3 separate regions of the Zea mays genome follow, and all the other regions are linked to region 1. Evidence: chromatin contacts called from public Hi-C data. All regions are on one chromosome and are shown on one strand. Each heading gives the region's core, a stretch centred on a gene start, on an enhancer-like site or on the middle of the called end of the contact. The rest is flanking DNA. Distances are from core to core; before and after follow the strand shown.

Region 1 (3,697 bases), core at 419-2,918:
TGTAGAGGACCAGGGCGTCCAGCGCGGTGACGACGCTGAGGTGGAGCACGGCGAGGCGGAGCGCCTGCAGCCCGGTGACCAGGCTGAGCAGCTGCCCGGGCCGCCGCGCCGTCATCACTCGGACGCTGGCGTGCGTCTCCACCAGGGTCACCTCGACGTCGGCCACCCCTGACCGCCGCCCGTCCTCCTCCTCCGCGGGGTCGCGCGCCGCCGAGTGGCACCACACGTACTGCGGGTACGTGAAGAACTGCGCGAACGGGGGCGGCGGCAGCGCGTGGTCCGCCGCCGCGTCCTCCGTCGTCAAGCCGCTGCTGCAGTTGCTCGTCGTCGCCGCCGCCGCCGCCGAATCCGCGCAGCAGGCCCTGGCGCCGCTGCTGCTGGCGCGCATTGGCGTCGCGTCTGCAGGCTTCGCCGCCGCCACGCGCTGGTGAACCAGCAGCTTCCGCTTCTGCGCCTCGAGGCACTGGACCTGCTGCTCCAGCTCCTTCACGAACTCGATTGCCCCTCCGACGATGGAAGCTTGGTCGCCCTGCGAATGTTTCCGGAACCGTTAGTTTTGTCAGGAATTGGACCATGGAGCCAGCAGGAGTTATTACTACTACTACTACATCAAGGAGCATTGAATGGAAGAGAGGAGGAGTTATTCTCTGCAAGAGCGAGAGATAAGTCAATGGAAGAGAGGGGGACACATTAATGCATGGTTTGTTGGTGCCCCCGCCAAGACTGAACAAAGAAATCCAACAGTGAAGAGAATTAAAGGCTTAAAGGTAGGTAGTGAATGGCAGGCGTAAAATAGTCACGTTTGACCTAGAAAAAGGGGAGGCATTGCATTGCATTGCATGAAACTCGAAAGTGGCGGGTCTCTTTCGGGAGAAGAAACATTCCCCGCCACGGTTGCTCCGCCGTCGCTTTCTTCCTGTGTCGTCGAACACTGGAAGAACAGGTAGAGAACAGAAGAAAGGAACACGCTTGACACGAGACGGTGTCCTCTTGCTGCGCGCGCGCGTACCCTCTGGACGTAGGCCTCCGGCATGATGGAGCGGAGCGCGGCGAGGTACTCGTTCATCTGGCGGCGGCGGTTGCGCTCGACGGCGATGTGCGTCATCCGCTGGGTCTCGGTCTCCTCCCTGGACTTGCAGCTCCTCGGCCGCCGCCGCCGCTTCCTGGCCCTAGCCGTCGTCGTCGGCGCCGCCGACGTCGTCGCTGCCTGCGCCTCCACGGGCGCCTGGTGCGCGGACGCCGGGGCGGCGACAATGCCGGCGCCGTCACAGAACGCGGCGGCGTCGAAGAGGAAGTTGGCCGCGTTGAAGGTGTCGTAGACGAGCGCGGTGTCGCTGGGCGGCGCGCACAGCGCGTCCACTAGCGCCGACATGGCGAGTGGCCGACGGTCGCTCTCGCGCTCTAGCTCTAGGCTCTAGCTCTAGCTCCGCGAGCGCGTGGCTGCTTCTCGGTGTCGGTAAGCTCTTGGCGACGCGAGGTATCGTTTACTTGTTGCGAAGCTAGCTGCGCCTGCGTCTGCGTGCGGGGTTCGCCTATTAGCGCGCTGCACGCCGCACCGCCCCCCGGTCTACTACTTATCGCTCTTCGCCGCCGCAGCTTTGCCGCTGGTGCCAACTGATGCGTATCTGAGGATCTGAGGTCCTTGCGTTGGTGGCATGCGTATGTTTCTTTCTCTCCCTAGTGGTGGGCTGAGTATACGGGCCGGGGGGAAGGATAAGGTTTGAGGCGACGAAGACGAACAGTGGATGCATGTAGGTGGAGGAGCTACTAGCCGTGGCTTCGGCAAATCGGCAGCGCCAACAGTGACTCATGGGCATCAAATGTGGCCAAAAGCTGCGTTCTTTTTATGTGCTACGCCCTACGCCGCGCCGTGTTGGGTAGGGTAGCAGACTAGCAGAGCTCAGAAAAAGAACCGTGGAGGAGCTAGCTGCAACTGCAAGAAAGGTCAGAGATGGTACGGTGAATATGGTGGTGTTAGTCTCAGCTGGGAGATTAATGGCGCGACTAGGACAATTAGCACCAGGATTAATGAGGTGCCACTGCCAGCTGCCTGCACGTACTGTGCAATACTACAAGGAACTGAGAACCAGACCGGTTATGCCCGTGAAGAGGATTAGAGGACCAATCCATCACACGAGATGCAGCAGCTGGAGACAGTGGTAAGTACCAAGGTCACATGGATTAACAGTATAGAGAAAGCAGCAGGTCACATGAGTAACAACGTTGGCTTGCACTACTTCTGTGCTAGTGCTAGTGCTACGCGAGGTCGGAGGGTACCGTAAGTCCTAGAGCGGTCAATCATGCATCGACCACACCAATCACCAGCCCACGAATTCAGGGCTCGGCTAAACTTCTCGGACACACGCGCTAGCTATAGCTGTTTGTCGACATTGATTCATTCACGCCGTACTCGCCCTGATTTTACCATGCATAGTACCTACGGTGACGTTGTCCTTGTCCAGGCTACGGGGACACCGTACCGGGACATGCGCGCGCGCGTTTGCTGGCGGGGCGGGGTGACCCCCCCCCCCCCCCCCCCCCCCCTGTTTACTCACAATGCATACGTACGTACGTGCAACGGATTCGAGACAGTACATGCAAGCACACATGGCAAAAAGGTGCGGCTGGCAGCTAGAGGACACGGGACGTGCCGACGAACCCCCAAATGACAGCATCCGATTAGTATACTGTCCGGCGAGAATCTGCGCAGCTTTTCAGCTAATCTTGTAGTATGACCAGAGAGACAGGCTAGCAAACAATGCGTCAAGCCGGCAAGTGTGCAATGCAGTTCACCTTTGAAGCTTATTAAGTACATGCATGTGGAAACCATGCCCTAAAATTTAACGTTAGACACTTAAAACACCGTCAATAAAAGAGCCAGTCCGCTAGCCTATATATATATATATATATATATATATATATATATATATATATATATATATATATATATATATATATATATATATATATATATATATATATATTCGAGAAGTTAAATATTTTTAAATTTAATAAATCTATATAAAAAATAATAACACTTATACTACCGAATATATATTATTTGACTAATTATAGAATATATTTCTGTTATGATCTTATTTGAAGAAATAAATATGTTTTTGCTATTTTCATATGAATTTAGCTAAATTTAAGAAATTCTGACAATCGCCGGGAGGAGGGGGACTCCCACAACTACTGAATAACTTTGGAGTTGGTTCAAATCTTGAATTGTGTTGTCTTTAACTCTTTATTAGGATGGAGGGGAGTATATATCTCCGTACGCGTGTTTCACCATCAATTATTGCCGCTTGGGTTCATAGAACAATCTGCTCATCTGGAGTGTAATACAACAAGAAGACAAAGACGGTAAAAGTTTAATATGACCGGCAAGGTTCGCCATCCATTTCTAATTTTCTACCGTCGGTTTCCTGGGTCTCTGCTCTTGTAACAGTGAGTACTTATTCCATTTTAACTTGTAAGATGTTTTATCATTTCATTTCTGGTTTTTTTACCTTTCGCTTATGTATATATCTAGACATAGTATATATCTAGGTACACAACCAATACTATAAATCTAGAAAAAGTTAAAACATCTTATAATTTAGAACTGAGGGAGTAGTATATATCAAAATCTGTAGACACAACAACCAAATGTAAAATGTCTTGGAAGTTGGAACTCATGCAGCGCATGCCCACA
Region 2 (3,697 bases), core at 732-3,231, 410 kb after region 1:
TAACAATCAACCTACAGTCTCTTTACCTGTTTGAGATACCCAGCACCAAATGCACGGGTAACTGTTAGACGACCTTTCACTCTATCATTAACAACACACTGATCATCATCTGGATGTTCGCGTCTGATCCTCTGCACTTCCTGCACATCAACACAAAAGAACATGAGTTCATATGCAGAAAGAATTCATAGATTAAAACACTTATGATGCTTCACATCCACTCATACTATCCCACGATATATAAATTCATAACTCCAAAAGAAAAATGGTCTGCCGATTGTAAAACCATGCTGTTGAACAGGCCAGTCCACATACTGCACATGTATTCACAGAAGCTACCAGAGGGCATGTTCAACCAGGATAACAAAAAATGTGTTTGAATATTTTTTTTATATGATGCAAGCTCATCTTTTCAGTAAACTCAGTAGATGCACAAATGCATTAGCAATTTAGCACTATGCATCAATTCAGCTATGTCTGCAAAAAGGTTACCTCTTCAACGCTCGTGCTATGATCAGTCGACAGCTGCAATGCCTCGAGCCCAATTGCCGAATACCCAGGGATCCTTGTCTCGATCTCCAAGCCCACACCAATGTCCTCCACCGGAATGCTCCCAATCAAGCAATCTTCGTCGTCCCGTCGCTGCGCCACAATGGCACGGCTATCCCCAAGGTTCATTACATACACGTCGTCATCCCTCAACAGGACCACGAGCAGGCAAGCTCCGGTCACTGCCAGCTCTGGGTGGGATCCCATTGACTGACTGGTCATGTCCAGGTACGCCGACTCCGTCGTAGCTAGCGCCCGGGCCAGTGCGCTCAGTACCGCCCTGTGATCCCTCACCGCCGGTGCGGCCGTCAACCTCTTAACTCCCCACTCCCTGCCGCTTTGACCATCGCCAGCGGCGGCCGCATGGGCCCACAAGGGATGCCTCTGCTCCTTGAGCCTGGCAAGCGATAGCGCGAACCGGCCGGAGCCCGAGAAGTCGAGTTCGCTATCCTCGTCCTCGCCATCCGCCAGGAACTGCCACAGTCGCTTGGATTCCGGATCGGCCTCTTTGTAGAAGATCCCACGGAGCTCGCGCAGCAGGAAGCGGTAGAGATTAGCGACCAGGAAGTCCGGGGCCTCGGGGCCGTTGAAGCCGTCATAGATGCCGACGAAAAGCCAGCGCTGATCCTCGGAGACAACCACGTGGACCCTGTCCTCCCCGGCGCGGCCGTGCGCCCACTGAACGCCGTCCTCCCGGCGGAGCGGCACGACGCATGGTCGGTTCTTCTCCGAGATGCTCCGCCGCAGGCTGCCGAACGAGGGTTTCCTGAACCTCCTCGAGAACCCTCGCGACGACGAGGGGCGAGCGGGCTTGGTGGGCTTCGCGGGGAGCGGGCCCGAGAAGGGCACGGCCTGGTCGAGCGGGCCGGAGAGCTGGGCGCCGCGGTCGATGGGCCCGGAGAGGAAGAGCGGCCCCGAGGAGAGGTTGGATAGCTGCAGCGGCGCGGAGGAGAACGACGAGGAAGTGTGGAACGCGGAGTGGTACTGCGGCGGCATGCCGCCGGCGACGGAGGATTGGTAGATCGGCACGGGCACTGAGGAGTTGGCGGAGAGCGCGGCGCCGGAGATGGCGTGGCGGAAGGATGACGAATGGCCCGCGGCGGCGGCGGCGGCGGAGCTGGCGGCGTAGCAGAAGGAGTGGCCGAGCGCGTCGTCCAGGCACGGCCCGTCGTCCGCTGGCGCCGGCGGCGGCCGCGAGCACGCGCACGCGGTGAGCAGCCGCGACGCGCCGCTGCCCATGGCATCCGACACTCCGTCTCCGGCGGTGGAAAGCAGCCAAGCAGACGATGTGGAGCACTCGCCAAGCTACTCCGAGACCGAGTACCTTTTTATTACTAGTATACGCCGCAGTGCCGCACTGCCGAGGAGGGGAGGAGCCGAAGAGTGCGCCGTGCGCGAGTGCGCCGTGAGCGATGACTTGCAGTTGGCAGTTGCAGTGGCCACGGGGTCCGTTTGACAAAATCAGTCTTCCTCAATGTTTCCCATGCAAAAAAATTCAAGACACGAGCCGAGCCCCGGGAGACCGGAAGAGCGCCGTGCCAGCTGCCAGGTGGAGCTTGTATGGTTGTGGACTTGTGGTTGTGGCCTTGTGTGTGGTCGTTTTGTCCGCAGCGGCGCAACCGCACCCGCCTTCCTCACGCTGCACGGCTGTAGAGAGCAGAAAGGGGAAGCAGTGACGTGGCGGCGCGGTGTTGACGTGGAGGGTGCGGACTGCGGAGGGGAGAGTAGTCATTAAGTCAACGCTTGTCCTTCCAGTCTGCCACCCGTACTCGGTTTAATTACGGCAGATGGGACTCCACCCAGGGGCATATGAGTAAATTCGCGCGGTGGCGCGGCAAATTGGATGGCTTTGGCGGGCCAGCTAGAGCCTAGGGACCTCGAACTGGATGACCGGCGCCCTAGTGGGCTCCTCGTCGGTCTCAAAGAAAAATGTCAGGCACGGTTTACAAAGTGTGCCTGCGTTTGACAAGGATACGGTTTAGGCGTCGTTCGTTTCGGCTGGAACGGCCTATTCCCGGCCTCTTTCCGGGCGGGATGAATCAACCCGGCTTAGAATCCGGCCCAGTCTACTAGAGCCGTTCGTTTTAATCTGGACCAGAAACAGACCCACCTGATTTGAATTCCTTTCGCTCAATTCTTAGTCTGGAACGAGTCCTGGTGAGCTACCTCCTGGATTGGTTCCTGGACTAGTGACCAGGAATTAGTGATAACACATGTATCACTTGATCCTGGGCTGCTTTCGATCCTGGCCTGGTTTGGACGCTGGCCTGCCGAACGGGGCCTTAGGCTTTTTCAGCTTTATTTTCTAACTCCTATCTCATCATAGAATTTATATTGTGTACTCTATATTCTTCGTCTCCAACAACACGTCCTCTAAATCAAGTTCTTTATATATAAATACCTATATTAAAAAAATTTTATTTTTTATATATATTTGTCATACTCTTAAATGTATTGTACATATTTTAGTTTTGCTAAACTGTTTGTTTAAAGTATTCCTAGAAATTGGGAGTCATCAAGATATTTTATAGTGGTTTAATAAAAAATAATTTAAGAACGAAATGAGTAGGTTCTACGCTACCAGATTTCAGCCTTCAATATCTCTGCTTAAATAAATACCTCTCTACTACATTTAAGCGTGAGTTTCTTCGTGCGTTAGCGGTCGAATAAATTTATCCTCCCACATAGAATATCCAAAAAATAGGATATAGCGGATTTGAACCCTACTCACTTGATATAAAGAGTTTGGCTTCTATAAAATAGATATTGTAAATATATATGCTAATAATTTAAAACTAAAAAATAGAATCGTGTTTTAATAAAAAACTTATTTAAGTAAGATTTACATACATGATATAAAACCATAGTAATATGCGAGCAACTAACTAATTTGAACAACGTATTTCACTCTTCCAAACCCAGCTGTCAGCGCAACGGCACCAACAACAAACAAAGGACAAAAACATGGGCAAACGGAGGAACAGAAGACTTCCACAGGATGTTTCACGTGAGTGTAGTAGGGGGGAGGGGGCGAAAGACAGCGAGAGGGGGTCAGGCCGTCAGGGAGCATTGGATTCTGATCTCTGAGGGCACCTGGCAAGTCAAAATTCAGTGTGCCGAACTGCGTTCCCATTGTTTTTTGGCCTCT
Region 3 (3,697 bases), core at 596-3,095, 290 kb before region 1:
TCACGACTTGGCCGAGGCCACTCTCGGGTGGGAGAGGCAGTGACGACTCACTTGAGGCCAAGCCTACACCGGACAAACAGTCACGACTTGTCCTAGGACACTCTTGGGCAGGAGACATAGGCACGAGTCACCTGAGGCCATGCCCAGGTGGGACAAGCAGCCACGACTCTCCTGTAGCCACCCTCAGGCGGGACAAGCAGACACGACTCGCCCGAGGACAACCCCGTGTGGTACTGGCAGTAATGACTCGCCTGAGGCAACCCCGGGCAGGAAAGGCAGTAATGATTCGCCCAAGGGCAACACTGGGTGGGAGAGGCAGTCACGATTCAGTCGAGGCCATCCTCAGGGGGAGAGACAGTTACGACTCGCCCGAGGCCACCCTCAGGCGGGAGACACAATCACGACTCGTCCGAGGCCAAGCCTGAGTGAGACAGGCAACCACGTCTCGCCTGAGGCCATTCTCGGACGAGACAGGCAGTCACGACTTGCCCGAGGCCAACCCCCAACGGGAGACGCAGTCACGACTCAACCGAGGCCAAGCCCTGGCTAGACAGTCAGTCACGACTCGCCTGAGGCCACCCTCGGGTGGCACATGCAGTCATGACTCGCCCAAGGGCAACCCCTGGCGGGAGACGTAGTCACGACTCGTCTGTGGCCATCCTCAGGTGGGACAGATAGTCACAACTCGCCTGAGGCCATCTGCGGGCGGGACAGGAAGTAATGACTCGCTCGAGGCCATCTGCGAGTGGGATAGACAGTCACGACTGGTCCAAGGCCAACCTCCGACAAGACAAGTAGTCACAACTCGCCTGAGGCCATCCTCCGGTGGGATACACAGTCATGACTCGCTCGAGACCACTCTCGGGCGGGAGAGGCTGTCAAGAATCGCCCAAGGCCAAGCCCAGCGGGAGACGCAGTCATGACTCTCCTGAGAACACCCTCGAGCGGGAGACATAATCACGACTCATCTGAGGCCAAGCCCGAGCGGGACAGGCAGTCACGACTCATCCGAGGCCAAGCCCGGGCAGCAGACGCAGTACGACTCATCCGAGGCCAAGCTCGGGTAGCAGACGCAGTCACGACTCGCCTAAGGCCACTTTGCCAGAACTGTCCACACCCGGCCTCCTCCGCCTCTTCCCGCCTCTCGCTCTAACCGCGCCACGTTCCACATGTCACGGCCTCCATCCACCTAACGCCCTCCAATCTACCTCCCGACGCAATTCGTGGTCCCACACACCCGACGCCCCGTCCCCCCCGAGCCTGCCTCCCAATGTCACCTCCCTCGCATGTCGACCCGACGCATGAAGTTTGGTTGATAACATCACTAAACAATGATCAATGATCTATACATACACAAGTGTCACCCTGCCGGTTGATTACCTCACTAAACAATGACCTATGCATGCATTAGTATTGCCCGTTGCAACGCACGGGCATATACCTAGTTAAAGTTATAGATTCGGTTCGTTGTATTTTATGTAGGTATATTCTGCAGCTTTAACTTTTAAGAATTGAAAACCTGTTAGATAAAAGTATAGACCCAACAAAATCTAATTTACGTCGGCACAAAAGCAATTAACAATTATTTCTATAGTTAGACAAGTACAGTATTTGATATGTCATGATATAAAGACAATTCGTAAATTATAAAAACAACAATTTAATTGTACTAATTAGCTAATTATAAGAATATAGAGAAGTGAAATATAGGAATATAGGAGAAGTGGTTATTCCAAAATCTCGGCGTTTCTTCAAATCGACCAGACAGGGAAGAGAATTGTGACTGAAGTCTAGTATATAAGGCTACGGCGGTCTCCACTGTCCTGTCTCCTCCCCTACCTCTTGTTCCCCCCTCTCCTCTGGCGGTCGGAGCCGGTTCCTCTGACGTACTGCAGGGGCAGTAGGGTCACTGCGCGCGGGCCCTGTCGCACGCGGGGGCCACGCGGCAGTGACCACCCCCACGTCAGAGGATCTCGTTCCCTGGCGGTCTGGCCTGTAGTTCTAGCTCGTTCCCCCCGCAAGCTCGCGACCTCGCCTAGCGGCCAAACCACGCTAGAGTTCGCAGTTGGAAGAGGGGAGGAGGAAGAGGACGAGATGGCGAGGGATGACGGGTTCCCGGTGTGGGAAGCGGCGCTGCTCGCTGGCGTGGCTGCCGTCTTCGCTGCGGGGCTGGCTGGCGTCTACATCTCCATGCCTCGCTCCGACTACAGCTTCCTCAAGCTCCCCCGCAACCTCCAGGAGCTCCAAGTCCTCACGTAATCCAACCCTCTCCATTCGTTATTTGATCTAATTTGATACCCTCAAGGCCCAAGCCAATTTTTCACTTTTGTTTAAATTTTAGAATTGTTTTGTTTTCCTCCCTTTTGTGATTTAAAGCTTAACAAATGGCCTAAATCCTACTTCGACCGTTCTAATTAACCCGTCAGTCTAGCAAGACAAACAGATATGCGATCTTCAAGCTGTTCTTTGTTGGGTCGCATTGGTAGATTGCCAGTGTAGGCGTATCTTGTAGCAAAAAAAAAAAACTGCTGTGCTCCTTGTCATGTTTAATATGGCCAAGTTATATTATTCAGCAATACAGTATAGGTAGAATGCGAATTTATAACATGTTTATCCAAATCCAAGTAGGTTCATGCACTTTGTTGTGTGTGGTCCCCTTCATTCATTGAAAAAAATAATAAATTCCGTAATTTTCGGGGTCGGTGGAGTTTGCAATCCTTTCTTTTCGATATTTGGTTTCTGACCAGCTGTAACTGTCCGTGTCGTATGTTTTGAACCTGTTCACAGCGTGTTTTGTGGTGTGTCCGTGCGTGCCTTTCTGTTAGCTCACACAGCACGTTGTACTCTTGCGTACACACGTGAGCACATCTTCCTTGTCATCATTTATAAGTTAACAAATGTTGAAGTCGCTGATATTTGTAAGGTCAGATCACCAGTAAATGTAGAATACAGCGCTACAGTTTTGATTCTTTTTTGTCAGTTCAGCAGTAAAGTCTCGGTACATCTTTGTTTCCTGATGAAGTTATCATCTGTCAGTACAATCGAGCATCTGTTACTCGGTAGTCGGTATGAGTTCAGAGTGTTGCCAATATGTTTCTGTAGGATTATGTATGTTTCAGTTCCAATGTCTCTAACTGTGGAAAGTGGATCTCCTGCCTTGCAGTGTCCATCTGGAGGGCTACAGCAGTGACTACACCATCCAGGTGCTGGTGGGCTACTGTGCCGTGTACATATTCATGCAGACGTTCATGATCCCAGGGACCATTTTCATGTCCCTGCTTGCCGGGGCCCTCTTTGGGCAGCTCGGTGGTCTAGCCCTGGTGATCTTTGCTGCCACTGCCGGTGCTTCTTCCTGTTATTTCCTGTCCAAGCTAGTAGGGAAACCACTGGTCTTCTCGTTGTGGCCAGACAAGCTCACGTTCTTCCAAAAGCAGGTAACGGCAGGACGTGCATTATTAGTTGAAACGCTGTTATGACAAATGCTCAAACATGGAATGATGCCTTATGCTCAATTTACTGCCAATGTGGCACAGCTACTTTGTTGACTTGATGTTCTTATAGGAGTCTGTAATTGTTTCATGTTTATATTTAGTCAGTTCTGACTTCTGAGTTTACAATGTCAATGCCCACAACTAAAAAAGAGTAAACAATGCTCTTTAATTTTCAGGTTGCAAAAAGAAGAGAGAAGCTGCTGAAT

Evidence for each region. A called contact is a pair of places that touch in the nucleus more often than the background predicts.
Region 2: a Hi-C map of tassel shows a contact between it and region 1, with 4 times the contacts expected there. The contact joins the promoter of LOC103627575 here to the promoter of LOC100272406 in region 1. A contact is called at or near these places in 3 of 25 Hi-C or Micro-C datasets (ear, leaf and tassel).
Region 3: a Hi-C map of tassel shows a contact between it and region 1, with 2.6 times the contacts expected there. The contact joins the promoter of LOC100272928 here to the promoter of LOC100272406 in region 1. A contact is called at or near these places in 2 of 25 Hi-C or Micro-C datasets (leaf and tassel).

What each region holds. Positions count from the first base shown.
Region 1 is chr5:206,649,526-206,653,222 of Zm-B73-REFERENCE-NAM-5.0, reverse strand. LOC100272406 reads right to left here and starts at 1,668. Exons shown (of 3, transcript NM_001146884.1): 1 at 1,010-1,668; 2 at 1-529. The coding sequence starts at 1,372.
Region 2 is chr5:206,235,494-206,239,190 of Zm-B73-REFERENCE-NAM-5.0, reverse strand. It overlaps LOC103627575 (probable protein phosphatase 2C 26), which reads right to left and starts at 1,981. Exons shown (of 5, transcript NM_001357211.1): 1 at 493-1,981; 2 at 228-314; 3 at 27-140. The coding sequence starts at 1,788.
Region 3 is chr5:206,942,842-206,946,538 of Zm-B73-REFERENCE-NAM-5.0, reverse strand. LOC100272928 reads left to right here and starts at 1,845. Exons shown (of 4, transcript NM_001147380.1): 1 at 1,845-2,255; 2 at 3,164-3,434; 3 at 3,668-3,697. The coding sequence starts at 2,095.